2 separate regions of the Zea mays genome follow, and region 2 is linked to region 1. Evidence: chromatin contacts called from public Hi-C data. All regions are on one chromosome and are shown on one strand. Each heading gives the region's core, a stretch centred on a gene start, on an enhancer-like site or on the middle of the called end of the contact. The rest is flanking DNA. Distances are from core to core; before and after follow the strand shown.

What was found. A called contact is a pair of places that touch in the nucleus more often than the background predicts.
Region 2: a Hi-C map of leaf shows a contact between it and region 1, with 5 times the contacts expected there. The contact joins the promoter of LOC103638983 here to the enhancer-like site in region 1. A contact is called at or near these places in 4 of 25 Hi-C or Micro-C datasets (all in leaf).

What each region holds. Positions count from the first base shown.
Region 1 is chr9:124,207,193-124,211,258 of Zm-B73-REFERENCE-NAM-5.0, forward strand. No RefSeq gene overlaps it. Among protein-coding and RNA genes, the nearest start is that of LOC103638982, 34 kb to the left of the region's middle. Within about 2 kb of position 2,134, at least 17 of the 20 cell types and tissues checked have an H3K27ac peak or open chromatin away from gene starts, as enhancers often do. A contact at or near this core is called in leaf, where this site is marked.
Region 2 is chr9:124,280,808-124,284,873 of Zm-B73-REFERENCE-NAM-5.0, forward strand. It overlaps LOC103638983, which reads left to right and starts at 2,181. Exons shown (of 1, transcript XM_008661770.2): 1 at 2,181-3,139. The coding sequence starts at 2,439. The coding sequence ends at 2,831.

The sequences.
Region 1 (4,066 bases), core at 884-3,383:
ATTACAAAATTTTAGAGATTGGGATGGCTCAATTTGGAGCTAGTATGAGTTTAATATGAATTATATAAGTTTCTAGAATTATTTTTATATTAAAACTCAATTTCTAAACTCATTTATTTGATTTCTCTGAGCTCTGGACAGCGCGCTAAATAGTATAAAGCTTGGGGTCTACTTGCAAACATTTCCTAGACTCAGATTCCTGTTGCCAAGGACGGCGGGTTCTATTCTGTAAAATCATAAGGTCTCTTGTGTAAAACGTCACCGCGAAGGGGTACGGTGCTCTATGGGCCATTGGATCAAAACTATACGGTGCCGATTAGATCCCCGCTACCCAGAACAGGTACTCCATCGTGACCCTTGGATCCGAAATCAATGGCGCGGATTTAAATACCCCGGATCCGCCCAGAGCCGTCCGATCCGATATCTACCGTCGGGATCCAACCAGCACGCGCGCTCTAATCTACTCCGTCCAGCGGCCATCCGACGGCAGATCGGTCATCTTCCCCCCAACGGAGCCGAGCTGGGGAGCGCCCCTGCCCACGGCGGCCATCTCGCCGGTGCTCCACCAAATTCTACCGCCCCAGTGACTAAGTTCAATTAAACACGTGTGGAAAACCAAATTGAAGGCTAGGAGAACATGGAGGAGGTGTCTCACCGGTAATCGTCGCGGCGAAAAGGGTCGGTCCGCGACGAGGGAAGGTTCTGTGGCGGTGAAGTGCGTGAACGTAGGATTCCTCGGCTGTCCGGTCCATGTCGAGGTACGTGCGGCACTTACGCAGTTTGGCGATCACCCCAGACCCGCTTTGCAGACCTCGGACGGCGGCGCAACGCACGACGACGGTAGCGGGCGCTGGCGCACAAAGCTGCACACGGCGAGTGCGATTGACGTTGGTCTGGGCTCGGTATGGGAAGGTAGGTAAAGGTGAGATGGCGAGTGCGGCCGAGGAATCGTTCCCCACCATTATCTAGCCGCGAGAGCAACGGCCCAAGCGAGATTGTCGGCGCCAACCACGGCGGTGGGTGCGGCATTTCTGTTGAATCCAGGTCGAGGCGGTGGGGCCATGCTGTCGGTGCAACAGATAGGGCGTAGGTCAGGATGACCGGTGGGGCTCGCCAGTTGGCGTCCAACACCGTGACGCGCGCGAGGCATCAGCTGACGAAGCGGGCCCACGCGACAGTGGGAGAACGGTGGAGACGGCGTGCGGCGGAGTGAAAAGGGAAGTGGGCCGCGCGGGAGTGTTAGGGCATATGGGCCGAAATGGGGTAGTCCGGCCCAGGTAGCATTGCTATTCTTTTCTTTTTTCTTTTTTTCTGATTTATGTTTTCCCCTTTTTATTTTTGAATTCCAAATTTCAAATTCCAATTTTTGTGGCAAGTTTGTTCTCAGATCAAATACGAAATTTTGAATATTCTAGTATGGGATGAATCCATTGTTCATAAATTTATTAACAATGCCTTTATTTTATTAGCCACAAATGCACAATCAAGTAAAACTCAGCATGATGCATGATTTATTTAGGTGTTATTGGTTATTCAATCCCCTTTTGATGGTGTTTATTCACATGTGATATTAACTAGAGATGGTACACACATATAGATAAAGGAAATACTCTCTCTTCATATGAGTTACAAATTTAGGCATTACACCCAGGGTCCTCAAGTTCGTATATAAATTGTTTAACAGGCTCAATGATAAGTTGTAACTATGGTCAATCATAAATACTATTTTATATATTGTTGTGTTGTTATTTGATAGAAACAAGATGGGTCATAAATATGATGAACACTATCGCAATAATTTTAGAACTATATATTGATATATATTGATAACAGAAGCAGTCAAAGAATGAGAGGATGAAGAACTCAATAAAGACATTTTATTACTCAAAAAATTGAAAATCTATTTCTAACTGAAATAAGCTAGGGATGCTAATTTAACACGTAAACCTGAGATCCGAAAGTCTGGTTTTAGAGCTTTCTTAATACCACTTTCCCTTCAATAGTTTCCTCGATTCTACGCCAGCGGGCCGAGCAAGTTCCCCCGCCAGGCCGATTCACTCGAATGCTGGGCCACGCCCTAGCTATCAGACCTTTCGGCATACAGAATAGAAGTAGTGGCCTTTGGGCTCCGTGGCCTCTGCTGCTATGCTAGTGGGCTACTGGCCTCTGCGCGGCGGCTCTCCTGTCGACCCAGTACGTGGTGTGGTGGCTGGCTGCTGGTGTGGGATGTACGACGTTGCGATTAGTAATTCCTGAAAATAGGTACTACCTCCGTTCACATATTATTGATACTATTATTTTTTTCGAAAACTTTGACCACTCGTCTTATTTATAACTAGTCGGTTGACCGTGCGTTACGACGGTTCACAACAATACCTACGTAAACCATCCACAAAAAGAATCTCAATATTTTTTATTGATTGTCTCCGTTCTCCGCATAATATTTTTTTTGATTTGACTGACTGATGTTATTGTTTACTCCATCCAATATGTCTTGATACAACACGGCCACTGAAGAGAGCGATTACAAGCGAGTTCACAACGACTGACTGAACAAACAAAGCTTATAGAATAACATAATTCCACCATATAGATCAGACCAAATAAGAGAAAGTTTGTGAGTTCAAGTTTCTAAAATAAATTTCATGAACTCAAACTTATAAAAAAGATAGATCAAAATATGGAGTGGTTGCTAAACTAGATGCGTTCCATACAAATTATTATATTTTATAGCAATTACTAACGTTTAAAACCAACAAATAACCTTTCCTTTTACTGTTAGTATGACAAATCATCGTTGCTCCATCCAATTCAGCAATCTCAAATACCATGGAGTCCATTGCGCCAATGTGGTCTCAGAAATGACCTAATGCTTGCAAGAGCCAAGAACACAAGAGACGAGCACCGTATGGTAGTGCCCGCATGGATCTCCAAATCCTAACACATATTTTGCAGGATCTATGAGCCATCATCAGAAGAACACAAACCACGTGCAGATAATAAATAAAGTATTAACATATCCAAAGTATGTTCAGTCCTTAGCACAACAAAAAACTAACACCCAAAATAACAGAGGAACAACACAATAATTTTTGCAATGACAGAAGGACGAGTGACAGGTACATAGAAGCGATAGAAGCATACTGAGTCGACACCGTGGTAAGGAAAAGACCATGTAGACAGGCGATGCCGAGCCATTGAACGGGTACCATAGGCAGCAAATCAGTGACCCCCATCCCTCGCATCCCCACTTCCAAGGTTTCGTAGAGCAGGAAGGAAAGGGAAGAGACGGGCATACCTGTTCGTTGCCAGAGAAGAACACGACGAAGACATGAATATCTAGAGTCGACATAGATAGTATACCGCTAGATACATATAGGGAGAGAGCATGCAAGCAGAGAAAGAAGCTCAGCTGGAGCAGCACCAAACTGAGAGGCACTCGCACCAGGCGTCGATCCGAGAAGAGCGAGAGAATGCGAGTGCCTTCCCAGCCCTGGACCTGCCGAGGCGACACAACACCACCACCAACTCCGTAGCATATGCCGACTACTGCCACGCTACGGACCTTAGTTGTCCAATATCTCAGACCTGAACTCCTCATTGCCAAGATAACCTAAGCGTGGCTGTCGCCACCGTGTCCTCCTCGGCGGCATGCACGAAGAAAGGCCAGGAGCAAGACCGACTTGCCCCGTACCCGCGTCGAAGAGCATCTGTCGGCTCGCGGCTGCGACCGTGGGCGGGGGCAGTAGGTTGGCGAGGAAGAACATGGCGAAGGCCAGGAAGACGAACGGGACGCCCAACAACGGCGAAAACGATGGTGCGCGCATACTATGAAACGTCCTCGTGGACGTGCAATAGCCACTGCGCGGGTAGATGTCGAGGCTGGTGTTGAACGAATACGGGGAGGAGGCGCCTGCTCCCACGCCCTCTTCTGAGAATGGGGTGGCGCAGAGACGGAGGCATGAAGGGAGAGACGAGGTGGCGACAACTGAGGCGAGGACCATCATTATCGTGCGGTGGTATAGATGATCAAATGGGCCGTGTATGACGGGCCGACCTGAGGCAC
Region 2 (4,066 bases), core at 931-3,430, 74 kb after region 1:
TCGATGTGTCAACATATCTAGCAACAAAATTGAGGTTGAGGAGTACTTTCCGGGTTTTCTAAAGGTGGATGACACATCTGGTTTGGGGCTTTTCAATGTTTTGATTGATTTCATTGGAGTCCTTTGGTCTTAATATTGATGACATAAGGGGTCAAGGTTATGACAATGGTTCTAATATGAAAGGAAAGCATCAAGGAGTACAGAAACAGTTGCTTGATAAGAATCCAAGAGCTTTTTATATACCATGTGCTTGTCATAGTCTTAATCTTACTCTTTGTGATATGTCAAAATCTTGTAGTAAAGCTGTTTCATTCTTTGGAATTGTGCAAAGAATATATGCACTCTTTTTAGGTTCTACAAAAAGATGGAAAGTTTTACTTGATCATGTGCCAAGTTTAACTGTGAAATCATTGTGCAACACTCGTTGGGAAAGTCGTATCAAAAGTGTGGCAGCAATTAGATATAAAGCTCCTCATATAAGGGCGGCTTTGTTTGAGTTACATCATGCTTCTGATACTGATCCCATGGCAAAGAGTGATGCAAAGAGTTTGTATGACTTGATTGGTACCTTTGAGTTCATTCTTGGTATGGTTATATGGTATGATATTTTATATGCTGTAAATGTTGTGAGCAAGAAGTTGCAATCATCATCAATGTGTCTTCACTCTACCTTAGAGCAAATAGATGGTATAATGAGTTACTTTGACAAGTATAGAAATGAAGGGTTTGCTTCTAGTATGGTGGTTGCCAAGGATATTGCTTCTGTAATGGGTGTAGAGGCATCATTTCTAATAAAGCGTCGTGCTCTAAGGAAAAAGCATTATGATGAAAATGATTGCAGCAATGAGGCAAATCTACAAGGTGAGAAAGATTTTGAAGTAAATTATTTTTTAGTTATGCTTGATATGGCAAGCAGTTCATTAAAAAATAGATTTGAAGACCTCCAAGTATTCAATGGTATATTTGGGCCTCTTCTTAACTCAGCATCAATGAAATCATTGGATCACATTAAACTCAGGGATTATTGTACCATGTTGGCAAAAACTTTCTCTGTCGATGATTCATTTGATTTTGAGGAAAATAATCTGACATCAGAGTTAAGAATATTGCAAATGACACTGCCAAATAGATCAATGTCTGCTATGGAAATTTTTGAGTTTGTTAGGAGAATGGATTGCTATCCCAATATATTTGTTGCTTATCAGATATTATTTACTATACCAATAACTGTGGCAACAGCTGAAAGGAGCTTCTCAAAGCTTAAGTTATTGAAGAATTATTTAAGGTCTACAATGTCTCAAGAAAGGTTAAACGGCCTAGCAACTTTATGTATTGAGAAGAAATTATTAGATGATGTCAATATTGAAGCCATCATTGATGATTTTGCATCTAGAAATGTTAGAAGACATTTTTAAGTTGATCTCTACAATATATTTGAGGTAATAATCTTACTTCTATTTTTTACTGCTCAAGTCTTTTTGTGGTACATCAAGTATAATTAGTTGATATATATAATAGTAAAAAATAGTTTTTTATGGTGTTGGGGTCTCTGTTTATAATCTTGTCCCAGGCCCTGAAAAGTCAGGAACGGCCCTGGCTGTAGAGAGAATCTGACTGTGCGGAGAATCTGAGTATCGTGGGGATTACGTGCGGAGAATGATGAACTGGTCCAAAGGGTTCAAAATCTAGAAAGCGACAGATTCCTACTATCGTGACGACTCAACCGATTTTCTGTTTATGTTGATTTTGGACGGTTTTTACCAAAGCGATTTTTATAAAAGCTGGCTGAAAAGCTGGAGCATTCAACAGCTTTTGGTGCCCAGAAACTTAAAAAAAAACTAAACAAACAGGGTCTACGTATGTTGTAAGCCATTTATGTCCAATCATTTCCCCACGTGTCAAATGAATAGGCAACTTGTTTTCTCTGTCTTTTTCTGACATGAATCAGATTTTATTGAATCTGTGATTTTGTCTAACAGCTTTTCTATCCTAAAATATTTTTGCAGGTTATAATTATAGACTCACAATAAATTCGAACTATGATTTTAATATAAAACATGTACAATAATCGTCCCATAAAAAGGAAGCCAAAGTTGAGGCAATTTAAGCAAGTCTTCCTTCAATTCGTTTTTCACCCGGTAATCTTATCTTGTGTTCCCCTTGATAGGAGGAGGAATCCTCTGGACACGCATCGTGGCCTCATATACGCGACCTGTCCCCTCCGCTCTGTTGCGGCGCTGCATGCCCAAACACGTGCGGAAAAGCGTGCGCCACACCGGTTACATTTAGCTGCTGTAGACGTAGGTGTATTTAATCCCCGGGCCGCCGGCCGGCTAATGACAACCACAATGCATGTGCTGAGTTTTGTATTATTTTAAGCTCTCGCACAGGCACAACAGTCGCCACCACCAGTAGATAGACTACTCCAGCTAGCTGTAATGGAGCATCAGGAGCTGGACCTCGAGCTCAGCCTCCAGCCCTGCTCGGCCTCGGCGGCGGAGGCGGCGCCTCCCGGCTTCTTCGTCTGCACCTACTGCGACCGCAAGTTCTACAGCTCGCAGGCGCTCGGCGGGCACCAGAACGCGCACAAGTACGAGCGCACCCTCGCCAAGCGCCGCCGGGAGATCGCCGCCGCCATGCGCGCGCACGGCGCCCGGCAGGACGACGCCGACGCCGCCTCCGGGCATCATGAGATGATGAGGTCCAGGCTGGTGGAAGCGCGTCAGGTGCCTGCTGTGCACTCTGCCGCCTTGCTGCGCGGCAGGAGCAGCTCTCTGGAGCACGGCGTCGAGCGCGCCGGCGAGTCGCTGGATTTGTCTCTGAAGCTATGACTTTTCGTTTCTCTCCACTCCAGCTGCATGCACGTCGCCGTTATTGCTGCCTCTTTGCATATATTAGATTCAATGGAACCCATGGAGTTTGCTTGACGATTTATCCACGGGGCTTCAGTCGTTTCTCTTTAATTTATTCTCCATTCCCAGATTTGTTGATTAACTTTCTCTCGCGTATCCAATCAAACGACTTTCGGGGTGGACAGGGTGTGGTGGTAGTGGTGGGGGTGGGGCTTCTTCCAGCTTGTTCCACTCGATTTAACTATGGACAACTTGTAACTTCATATGTTACCACGTTTTCTTGATAAGTCGATATCTACCGGTTATATTATAAACTCTTTCCGTTCTAAAATATAGTTATTTCTAGCCCACTTTTTCTATCCACGTTTATTCAAATGATAACGAATATAAACATACATAGAAATTTTGGATTAGTTTAAAACGAATTATATTTTAGAGTTAAAACGAATTATATTTTGGAGCGGAGTGGGTAACATAATACATGTTTGGACATATTTGTTTAGGATTAATTTTGGATTCCGTGCGAACTCCAAAGCCAAACATTTCAGCTTCTACTGGAAATTGGTTATCAAAATCCAAAGCCAAACATCCTCTACCACTACTGCAATCCACACAATTCTATGTGAACTGGCTATTAGAATTTGTTGATTAGGGAGCGACGATCATATTCTACGCACGTTTGCCAGCAGTTAGATAAAGATGTTATTAAATACCCCTAATACGTATTTGCTCGATTTCTCCACGTTGGATCCAATCCTAGCCGGTCCTGATTTAGTTGATTCATACACAATAATTAATGTAGTTGTTGTTGAGCATCAAAATTGGCGGGATGGTCCAGCCCTAGGGTCCGAACGGTCCACGCTCCTGCGATCAGATAAACTTGGACGTATCTTTATCTCGTGCGTGGTTATCCATCTAATCACGTGAGGTTTGTTAGCTATCGCAACGGGTAAACACTCATATATATATATATATATATATATATATATATATATATATATATATATATATATATATATATATATATATATATATATATATATATATATATATGAAGGGGTACGGTCGATTGATAACCCCGGACACATTCCAATCGAACCAATTACTTTCTTTATTATTTCTGCCCAAAGAGTATATGTAGTATAGTCTAGTTATAGCTTCCCACATATCCATCTCGACTCATATTCGACTCTACGTCATGTAGATTCGTTTGT